Linked DNA regions of Rattus norvegicus: region 1 is linked to region 2. A link is a contact called in public Hi-C data. All regions are on one chromosome and are shown on one strand. Each heading gives the region's core, a stretch centred on a gene start, on an enhancer-like site or on the middle of the called end of the contact. The rest is flanking DNA. Distances are from core to core; before and after follow the strand shown. Region 1 has its middle 810 kb from the start of Sox9. Region 2 has its middle 850 kb from the start of Sox9.

The links. Hi-C and Micro-C count contacts between places; a contact is called where the count stands out from the background.
Region 1: a contact with region 2 is called in a Hi-C map of liver, with 3 times the contacts expected there. The contact joins two enhancer-like sites. A contact is called at or near these places in 3 of 12 Hi-C or Micro-C datasets (kidney, liver and mammary epithelial cells).

What each region holds. Positions count from the first base shown.
Region 1 is chr10:97,488,890-97,494,638 of GRCr8, forward strand. No RefSeq gene overlaps it. Among named protein-coding and RNA genes, the nearest start is that of Sox9, 810 kb to the right of the region's middle. Within about 2 kb of position 2,137, at least 1 of the 93 cell types and tissues checked has an H3K27ac peak or open chromatin away from gene starts, as enhancers often do. A contact at or near this core is called in liver, where this site is marked.
Region 2 is chr10:97,453,132-97,458,576 of GRCr8, forward strand. No RefSeq gene overlaps it. Among named protein-coding and RNA genes, the nearest start is that of Sox9, 850 kb to the right of the region's middle. Within about 2 kb of position 3,445, at least 2 of the 93 cell types and tissues checked have an H3K27ac peak or open chromatin away from gene starts, as enhancers often do. A contact at or near this core is called in liver, where this site is marked.

The sequences.
Region 1 (5,749 bases), core at 887-3,386, 34 kb after region 2:
TGAGCCATATTTTTTGTATTCATTCTTCTATCGTGGGACATCTGGGCTGTTTCTAGAGCATTCTGGCTGTCTCTCACTTGTTTTATTTAGATGTACAGTAAAGGAAAGATGAATGATATTTAACAGGCTCGATTTCAATTACTGAATACACTTTAGGGTTCCATTTCAAATGATTATGGAGTCCAAATACAATTCACTGGAAGAGATACATTATTTCAGCTTCTTGGGAATGACAGTTTTTGGCTCCTCATCCTCTTCTTTTGGTGGGGTCAAATTTTACTTTATTTGGTGGACGGTGATAATAGTGGTTTATAGTTTCTACATTTCTACTCATTCTGAAACACAATGTCACTAAGACTGTAACAATGCATAGGCCACAGCTATTATCAGTAGACTTAGATGCTACAGTGCACACCTGTCATGCCAGGTACGCTCACAGGTGTAACAGTGGCATGACTGCTTATGTGGGCAACCAACCATGCGCTTGATCAAATCTGAGGCCTGCTACCCAGGAGCGAATTCATACTAGTGCTGTAATATGATCAGAACCCATGCCTAGGGAGGTCAGGTCTAGGGAAAGACCTATTGACATATTGTTTTGCCAAATAGGCACCTTGTCAGTGTGGCTTCTAAATATTTGCATTTATGTTCTCATATTTGTGCTTCTTCTAACCTTGTTCAGAGAAGCTTCTTGTTTTACTGGTTATTAGTCAATAACTGCTGAGAATAACCAACCTGAGTGTTTAGCCACACAAGGGACATCCACAGCATACTCCTATAGGGCTCACAGAACATCACCGGAGTGAGTGCAGAATGAATGTAGGATACAGAAGATGGGAAGGAGTGCGGTGAAATGCTGTCTTCCAAACCTGACATGATGGTTGCACACATTTACTCAAAGCAGTTGTGGTTGCCTGTGCAAGACCCGTACAAGATCAAGTGAGTCAAAATGCCAGCATAGATGGAGAAAGGCTCTTCGGATTCCACAGAAACAATTGTCAGTTGTCTGCTGGAGACTGGAAAGTTGCTTTTTCTTTAGCGATGTGACTCCTGGTAAGTTTCCCATGCCTCGGTGGATGACCTAACACATGTATATGAATAAGACTCAGTAAATAGAGAAATAGGTAAATAATGCAAAGAGATTGGGAGGGAGGACATGGTTGAGGATCCTGAGGGTTGCTACAGGAGGCAGAGGGGTATTACATCCAATAATAGATCAGAGTGCATTATGTCCAAGTATGAGGTTTCAAATAATAGGTAAATAAAGGTTATGAAAAAGATAAAAGATATTTGTGCATCTGTCTGTCAAATATTATACAAATGTTATCACAGTAAGTAAGAGAGTTTCTTAGCATTGTCCACTGCGGGGCCTTGTAGATGAATGTGAGCTCTTTAAATATCCAAACCCCAAGTCAGAAATTACTTCCACAAGCAGAGTTCTCTTTTTAAAGTACTTTTTGGTCTGGGCCATTCGCTAAGTCATATTCCTGAACTCTCCATGGCACGTCTTTTCTTCCCGCACTCGTGGCCCTTTATTTCCGACCACACTGTATTTTAGATTCATCTCTTAGTATTCTGCTTCATATGAAGTGGTGCTATTTATTTATTACAAGGTCTCACATTTGTTTTATCCATCACAAGCCAAGGTTGGTATAAAGTAGGCCCTCGAGATGTAATACCATCTTTAAAATGCTGCCTCGAAGACAGAAAACCGAGAATCAAAAAGCTTAAAAAGAGCCGGGCTTCCAACTTCATATTTCTTGCCTACGGCTATGCGATGGCTTAGGTCCACAGTCCAAGTTTTAAACGTCTAAAAATAAAATCATATTGAACCACAGGGGGCCATGTGCAAAGCGTCATAATGCTCGCCCATAATTCTTAGCTAGAGTTAGCCATAAAGTGCCACAAAACGATCTGCCTCTCTGTCTTTATCTGGTCTTCGTGTTACACTCCTTAACAACTAGAGGTGTGTGGAAGGCTAACGGTTTGGTTAGTTGTTGACAGTGGCACCCTCCTAATAATAACATCTTAAAGCAAAACGAGCAGTCGTTGACAATAATCAAGGGTATATGAGCAGGAGTCAGAAGTGGCTGATGGTGCATCACTATTAAAACATGTGACCATCTCAGTTGGACTCTGATCTCATGAAGGACGATGATCAGGATAATCAGCAACAACTCGCAGTCACATGACATTCCCTGGAACTCAGCACAGGGGCAAAAATCGGCTTATCTATTCTTTTTACTGAGCATTTTGAGTGCTAGACATACTGAACACAACACGTCAGCCATTTAAAGGTTTGTAAACAGTCATTTGGACATGAATTAGCATGGTTACACTTTCATAAAAACTCACTTATTAACGTGTTGAATCTCAAGCATTTACCTCCAAGTGTGTGACTTCAGACAAGGGATATGTAGTTTAGTATTTCCGGCCACAGAGGCTTTTCCGCCCTGAAAATATGGGACTGTGAAGCCAGCTCGGTCAGTAAAATACTTACTGTGTTCTAGGATGACCCCACGCTTGGTCATCAGAATTAATGTGAGGAATCTTGGTGTGATGGAGTACCAGCCCCGAGGAGAGGTGCCGCTCTGCTGATAGCTGGCAAGTCGGCCTAGAAAAATAAAATCAGTGCCCATTAAAGCCAGTGGAAGATCCTTTCTCCAAACACAAGATAGAAGGACACCTGTAAACTCTCGTTTCTACATACATGCCCCGGCACACAATCAACACGTGTGCAAAAATGCAAACTATCCCAACACACACACACACACACACACACACACACACACACACGGAGAGAGAGAGAGAGAGAGAGAGAGAGAGAGAGAGAGAGAGAGAGAGAGAGATGGAGAAATACACTTAGAGATGCTAAAGATATTTATCATGATTCTTAAAACTCCAAAGGTATCCAGCTGATTCTTAAATTATTTACACAATCTGGAAGGAAGCTCTGGAGACTTTTAGGCTGTTCTAAGTGGACAAGAAACTCTGGAGTGGAAACCAGTGGCTATCGCCACCATAACATCATAAAAAACACTTTCCACAGCGCCTTTGTCTGGCAGTTTCTATTTACTTCTGTGAAGTCAACCAACCAGCCTTTCTGTCTTCAGACAACTTTAGAGTCCTTTCCGGAGTTCAGCAGTGTCCAACAATGCAACAACACACATCGCCACTGGCAAGCTAATGACTCTATGACATAGCTCTCACCCGGGCCCCAAGCTGTCCACACCAAAACGCAGCTGGGGACATGGATTCTCGGCCCACGCATGCTTCATGTGCAGGAGCTGTCAAAATGCCATCCAGCTTGGCACAGTCTTTGTTTACCACGGTGCCTTGATTTCATGAGTTAGGGCGCATTCTGTTTGCGTTGCACAAGCCAAGGTCATTACTGCCTAAAGCAGGAACCCACAAATTGCTGTTTCGGAGGTGCCCCGATGGTCTCCGTTCCCAGCAAGGGCCTGTGAGAATGAGCTCTGGCTCCCCTCGGATGTGGCGAGGCAAACGCTGTTCTTTGGTTGAACATAGGAAAGAAACCCTATGAGGAGTCTAATGGAGCAAGACTCATGTCTGCCGTTCCCCTCAGAGGTTGCGTGTTTTAATAAGCTTGCATGCTCTAATTCATACTCAGTGCAGCTTTATTAAGGTTGCCTAGAGACAACTCGTTAAGCACTGAGTTGGGAGGTGACATTCTTTGTTACCGGTGACACCATGACCATCTTGTATCACTCCTTGGAGGGCCGTTCGTTTCCTTTTACCTGTGAATAAGGAGATATTTATATATTCACTCCCTCGTTGCTGTTAAAAGAGATTTGGGTTGAAGGACACTTGGTAAATTTGACAAATATATTTTTTCAGATTTTCACATATATATATTAATTTTTCAAGTTGGACATATTTTTTAGAAGTGTTCTTTAATTTTAGTGTCTGCAAATGGGTGTTTTGCCTACCCATAGTCATGTGCACCACAAGAGTGCAGTACCCACTGTGGTCACAAGGGGGAGGTAGATTTCCCCTGAAATTAGAATTCCGCTTTGTGATCCACCAAACGGGTGCTAGGAATCCAACTTGGGAGAATTTTGCAGAAGGGGTTTTGGTTGTTTTGTGACTATAGGCACATGCCTATAATCTTAGTATGTTGGAGACAGAGACAGAAAGGTGACAAGTTCAAGATCTGCCTGGCGTACCCTGGGACTGGGGGTATAGCGTGATAACAGTGTGTTGAGATTGTCTGAGCAAGCAAGGTTATGTTTGTTCCTCATTGTTGGACATATAAGTGAGTGAGTGTGTGTGTGTGTGTGTGTGTGTGTGTGTGTGTGTGTGTGTGTATTTGCATGTGTGTTTGTGTATGTGTGTATTTAGTGATTCCAGACATCTACATGTTACCACTTTATTTTTCAACAAAAATCTCTTTAAATTATCATCATCATCATCACCATCATTAAATTGTGTGTATTTGGCTGTGGGTATGTTTGCATGGATAAAGGCTCCCTCTAAGTCCATTGGAGAGAAGGCTTAGGATCCCATGGAGCTAGAATTGTGATGTGCCAAGCATTGGTACAGGGACCTGAACTTAGGTCCTCCGAATGAGCATCTAACACTCTTACCTGGTGCTCGACTTCAGCAGCCCTCAACAGGAATTTCTTATGGATTTCAGAGACTTTTTCTAAGTGTTCAATAACAGGAATGAAACAAAACCCCCTCAATATTAGCGTCAAAAAAATCCTGACACACGATCCAAAGCATGGTTCTTTCTCCCTTGTTGTCCTGCCATTTTCAGTGAAAAGAAACCTTCTGGTTTAGACCACCCACTCTTTCATGACATGGCAATGTCCCTTTGCACCTATGGGGGGGAGAAACTAGCATCCCATTTTGGCTGGGATAGAAGAGTTTCCTGGCGCACAGGGCTTCCAAAATTAAAACAGAAAATTCCAGGCCAATAGGTTTGAGTGTTCCCTCCCCACCTAGGTACCTGACTGGTCTGCTTCCTGGAGTCCTCCGTCTCCTTTTCAAGGCTAATGGACCCTGTGTTCTCTGATGCCCAATCTCCATCACAGGTGTTGAAGTAATTACTTAATCTCAGATCGGGGATGTCTACCTTGTCTTTGTTCATTCAGTTCCCAGGAAAAAAAAGACACAAAACTTTTATACTTCTAAGAAGCCTTAACCAGCACTAAAGCTGGGCAGATATCTACCCACCGTGCTATTATGTCTACATCCCCATCAATAACCCAAGCTCTAACTTGGTATGTTCCACTTGGGCTGCACTAAACTCCAACTGGCCAGCCCCCATGACCATGTTTTCATAACCCACTTACCCTATGATATCTCTCCTCTCTCCACTTTCTTCTGTCTCCTCCTTGTGGTCTGTCCTCAGACCTCAAACCCTGGTACGGAAACTCTGCCTATCTCTCTTCTGCCCATCTACAGGCTGTAGGCATCTTTCGTCACCCATCAGGGATAGCGTGGGGTGGGGGAAATTACAGAGCACCTCTTGTGCATGCGCAGACTCTCTCCTCCCTGGCTGCCACCCAGCCTTGAGGGGCAGTATCAAGCATTACAATCCATAGCAAAAGACCAACCCTCAACACACAGGTTCCTTACAAAGACTTTGCCTCTTTGTGCACGAGAGGCGTTTTTCTAATATAGTAAGCATCCCAGTGTATTGTTTGATCAAATACTGTGACATTCTTAAAATCTATGTAATTCATAGATATATTCTGCTTCTCCAATGGCATTTATTCCTACA
Region 2 (5,445 bases), core at 2,195-4,694:
TTTTTGAGTGTTAAAAAAAATGCCCAAGGTAAACTGAAAGGTCTGGTTGTCTGCTTGCCAAGAACCAGTAGCAGATAAGACCTCCAGTTGCTGTGGAAACTGGGGCCTCCAGGAGCCAGAATCCAATTTCAGAAACCACAAAATCAACACAAACGTGTGCAAAAATGAAAAGGTTTGTTTGGCAAGTCGTAAGGAGAAGGCGACCAATGTATAAAACACGTGAACCAAAGTGACCTCGGCCCACTAAAGCCCTAACGGCAGCGATGCCCACAGCAGACCTGGCACCTCTGAAACGAATGAGAACAAGACACAGTCCCCGCTGCTCTCTGAGAGCAGGTAATTGCTACTTTGTGAAATAGCAAACGTCCACCACCTCTCCCCCAGCCCTACTTCCAAAAGCACAGCACCCCTCTTTCATGAGGGTAACCCTAGGAACTGAGAGTCCAACCCCAGAGGCCAGAAAACCCACAGCCTCCTTTTCCGTGTTCTTAGACCATGAATTACACGCTGTAACACCCCGGAAAAGAAAAATGAAGAAAGACAGACGACGAAGGCTTAGACATTCTTTACCCTTTCGCCATTTCTGTGAAGAATAATTTCCTTCTGAACTGTGCAGTGAACTAACTCTTAACCATTCTCAACCTGTACCCCATTCTGAACTCTGTGTGATTAACTTAGTGTTGGAGTAAACAGTCGCTCTCTAAGATAACACCGTTCTGGACTCTCCGACAGATCTCTCTAGGCATATAGCTATTTTTATGTCTTTCCTTGATTTTCTATCACTGATGAGATGAAGAAGCGTTTGAGCTGCTAGGGCCCACTTTACACACCATATACCTTCAAACCCAGAGACTTTAAGCACACAGCTGAGAGAATCTGTGTGATTGCGAGTGTAGAGGCAAAAAGGTGTGATTTCATCATTCCATCATAGTTCTGAGGAAATCAGTAACATCTGTCCAGAGAGACAAAATTGAAAGTCACATTGAATCCCAGGTAGGTAAAATATATAAAGAAACAAAATTCACCACACAGAACCTATATACATCACATACACACATACATGCATATATACATATATATATACATATATATCATATACACATACATACACACATACATATATATCATACACTCACACACATACATATATATCATATACTCACACACATACATATATATCATATATACACATACATACATCTATATCATATACACACATATATGTATATATACAGATACAGACATATATATATACCATATACATATACACACATACACACATATATATATGTACGTATGTATCCTGTAGAAAATGGATTCATATATGAAGCTGAGAGAAGAAAGTTGTAGAAAAAACTGGAGGGAAATGAGTCCAGTGAGTTTCACCAAAATATTGTACTCGAGTATTTACTCCCACACAGTAAAACATTTTGAAGTCTACTCTTCTCTCAATTCTAAATCTGCGGTCCTTGAGGTGAAGTTTAAAGATATTTTCTTGCCGTTTAAGTACTGCGCGTTGTATTGTGAAGATTCTTTTTATCCTTGCACATCCAAGAGCACAGGTAGTCGTGCGATTCCCACTCCAGAAACAATGAAACAGGTCAAGAGCAGTTGAACTAACTGAGTGATCCAATCGGGAAGCAAACATTTGAAGCCAGGTCATCTGGCTCCAGCAGCATGGTGTTTCCTGTAGTCCACTGAGGAATGGCTATACCAAATGGAAATGGGGCTTTCCTCAGATTTGCAGTGTCTCAGGACATGCAGGAAACAACAAGTTATACAGAATTGCCTTTTTGCTAGCAAATATAAATTAATCTGACAAGGCTAGTGCAAGGCTGGGCAAGTAATGTATTATGGCAGAACAGCAAGGAAGGAAATTCTGTTTAGACATGAAAGAAAAGAGGATGTTTGTGGGAACTCCCTGGGCATACCTTTGCAAAGTAGCCTTCCCAGTCCCCAGGGAACAATTGAATGAAGCCCTAAGGCTCTTGCTGGTTTCAGCCCACACCCTTTCCCCATCCCTCCCTTCAAGATGGAGAAACCCTCCAAAGGCCAAAATAGAGCAGAAGGAGCGAGTCAAACCAAACTCTCTTTTGCAAGATCACCTCTTCCAAAGGGACTTGATTAATCTAATAACGTTACACGTTAAATCAATTTTCACCACGAAAATGAACGCCACCCAGGGTGATATATACCCCCTGGGGTCTCCCCAAATACACCCAGCCAATGCTTAGCTTTCTTGGGACTTCTTTTATTTTACACAGAAAAATTAAACGTTAGCAGTCCGACTCTATTTTCGCCTAGAATGTCCATTAAAAGTCTGGCTGCAATATTTATGAATAGCAAAACAAGGCCACCAGGACACGTATCAGCTCAAAGCAAGTTTCAGTTACAGACCTGTCAAGCACAGCCTCAGACATTAATAATAACAATGAGGCAGAGGGCTAAGTCAGAAGAGTGGGGCATACAAAAGAGTCTGTAACTTTTAAGACTATAAAGTAAGCTCTTCATTTACGTCAGTGAAGGTTTTCTTCTGGTCCTTTCGTCCTTAGTTTACCCAGTAAAGAATCAAGTTCAAAAATACGTTTAGTAAAATTTATAATAAAGGACACAAGGAAAACATCTTTTTTTTCTTTTTCTTTTTTTCAGAGCTGGGGACCGAACCCAGGGAAAACATCTTAAAGGGAAATATCAAATGTTTAATTGAGAATATGTTGAAATTCAAACCGAGAGCTTGCAGGCTGCAGAATTAACACTTATTTTATTTTTATTGCTTTGTATTTGCATATAATGTATTTTAATCAACCTGCACCCAGGCAGGCAGCACTAAGGGGTTAGTGGGTTTAAGCAAATGGGTCTTTGTTAAAGAAATATTTATATTTTTAAATTAGGAGTCTATGCAGGAGGAGGGTATGTATGCATGAATGCACCGCTACCCGCTACCCGAGGCTAAAAGAACGAGCTGAATGAATTCCCAAGAGCTGGAGTTGCAGGTGGCTGAGAGCTGCCCCCTCATGTGGGTGCTGTGAACCGAGCTCAGGTCATCTGCAAGAGCAGTATGTACTCTCTTGACCCATCGGATTTTTATTTTCAAAGATCAAGATCCATCCCCCAGCCTCCACCACAATCCCAGATGAGTCGCTTTTGAAGACAAAAAAAAATTTTTTTTTCTCTTCTCTGTTTTTATCTTCTGTTGACTTGTCCGTGTTATCAGAGAAAAAAGGTAAAGGTCTGCTCACAAATGAACTTAAAAAGGAATGTGTAAAAAGGCACAGGAAAGCCGCTTCTGGATTGTCAGTAGCCAAGGGGATAAAAAGGAAGATAAAGGTCACGAAAGCTAAACATCTCATAAATATGGCTGTGAGCGAACGAAGAGAGAGTCTTCAGCTTGGAAAATCTACGTAAGTGTTCCTCTCTGTGCCATTTTCCAGTAGTGCATCACGGGCTATAATTGATCCCTAGTTAAAATGAAAACTGGAACACGTTCTTGATACTTGGAAATGAAAGTCACTGTAAGCAGGCAAATACATGGGGCTTAAAATTTAACCACAGACCGCCACATCCTGTTTCTTCCTGAATGACCTCTGACCTTTCTGCTTGATCTGTTTTGCCGAAACATAAACAGATGCAACAATTTTTTGACATTTTTTTCTTTTATTGCATATTTTTAATACATTTCAAATTTTATTCCCTTTTCTGGATTCCACTGTAGAAACACTCTATCTCCTCTTGCTTTTATGAGGGTGCTCCCCCACCCACCCAGCCACTCCCTCCCACCTCCCTGCCCTGACATTCCCCTACAGTGGGACATCGAGTCTTGACAGGACCAAGGGTCTCTCAATTTTTACCAGCCAGCTTCCACATTGTTCCTCAAAACTCAAAAGCAACGGTAAAAACTTGGTTTGAAAGGAGACTTGGAAGAAATGCACTGCGACCTCTTCTTTTAGCTCTCTCTATTGCAAACCTTCCTCTTGCTTTTCCACCGCCCTACATGTTCAGCCTCTGAGGAGGGAGTTCATGGGCACAGGCAGGACTATGCTCTCAGAAACTTCTAGCCTTTTACATGCTGCTGGACGCAATGTAAGATTACACCAAGAATGACTTTTAAATGATAGAACACTCATTGGTTCCTGGCAATGGACTAACTTCATCCTAAATATTTTACTGTTGTTTCCTATCTCATAGGAAAGAAGAAAGCATCCGCGGGGGAGAGGGGAGGGGATAAGGAGAGACCGAGGTGAGAGGAACGAATGGGAAGAATTCTGTTTTCCTTACGATCGACTTTTACGGCGGTATTTAATTCTGTGTGTATGTCCGTGTCATGAGTGCAGGTGATCATTGAGTTCAAGTGGGGTGGCGTTACACTGGAGCTGGAGTTACAGACCCTTGTGAATCACGTGACATGGGTTCTGAGAACCTAGCTTGGGACCTCTGCGGGAGCTATATCCCACCAGCTTCCAGATCAATCAGTTTTTGGAGTCTGGCTCTGCAGTTGGATTTAACTTGGTATTATCTTCAATCTCAAAGGACTGGCTGAATCACAGAAGATTTAGATGGGATAGTATGCCTCTCTCTCTCTTTCTCTCTCTCTCTCTCATGTGTGTGTGTGTGTGTGTATGTGTGTGTGTGTGTGTGTGTGTGTGTGTGTGAGGCCGCGCACGCACATGCATAGTAACTCTCACACCACAGAGAATTACTAAGCTAAAAACTCTGCAATGGAAGGGGGATATGGTTTTCTTCTAGTCAGTTTTCAAAGGAACTGTTCTGTCGTCTGGCTCCAAGCTTGGGTGTCCCAACCCTGTGTTGCAGAGCAGATCTGCCTGGATCCATTTCTCAGCCAGCCCCCACCATGGCAAAGAGCCAACTGCTCTCTTGGTAATTGCAGGCGCTCTGAAACTTCGACGTTTCCCTGTCATTTACCTCCGAGACTCTTTTGAAGTGCTCTCATTTCTGGCTTTACTCACTTTGCAATTCTCCAGAACGTCTTTCAGGATAATTGAACTATCAAGGAATGTCAGATTAGAAAATACAATCTGGGAACCCAAATCCATAAAGTCTAAACTGTGTAGAGCCAGAGAGGTGAACATTATCTTCCAATATCTCCTTTGCCTGCCGCGCTCACCATTTCTTAAACTAGAAGTGCATGTTGTGAGAAATGAGGTGCGGATTCACATTCTAAGTATTCTCATCTGCTTTAAGGAGGGAAGAGTTAATCGATAGCCGTGAGTCAGGAGACTCAGCACATTTGAAAATGAACTCAGCAGATTTTAGGTTTAGTGGGCTTATGGGGGTTGAGGGAGCCCTAGGATACATATGTCGACTAAACTAAGGATGGTGGTCTGAGAGGATGAGCTGTTCCTCATCACAGCAACATCCAGGAAGAGAAGTTGAGTCAATCGGATGACCAAGATGACCAGGATGACCAAGACAAGCCATATGAGGTCT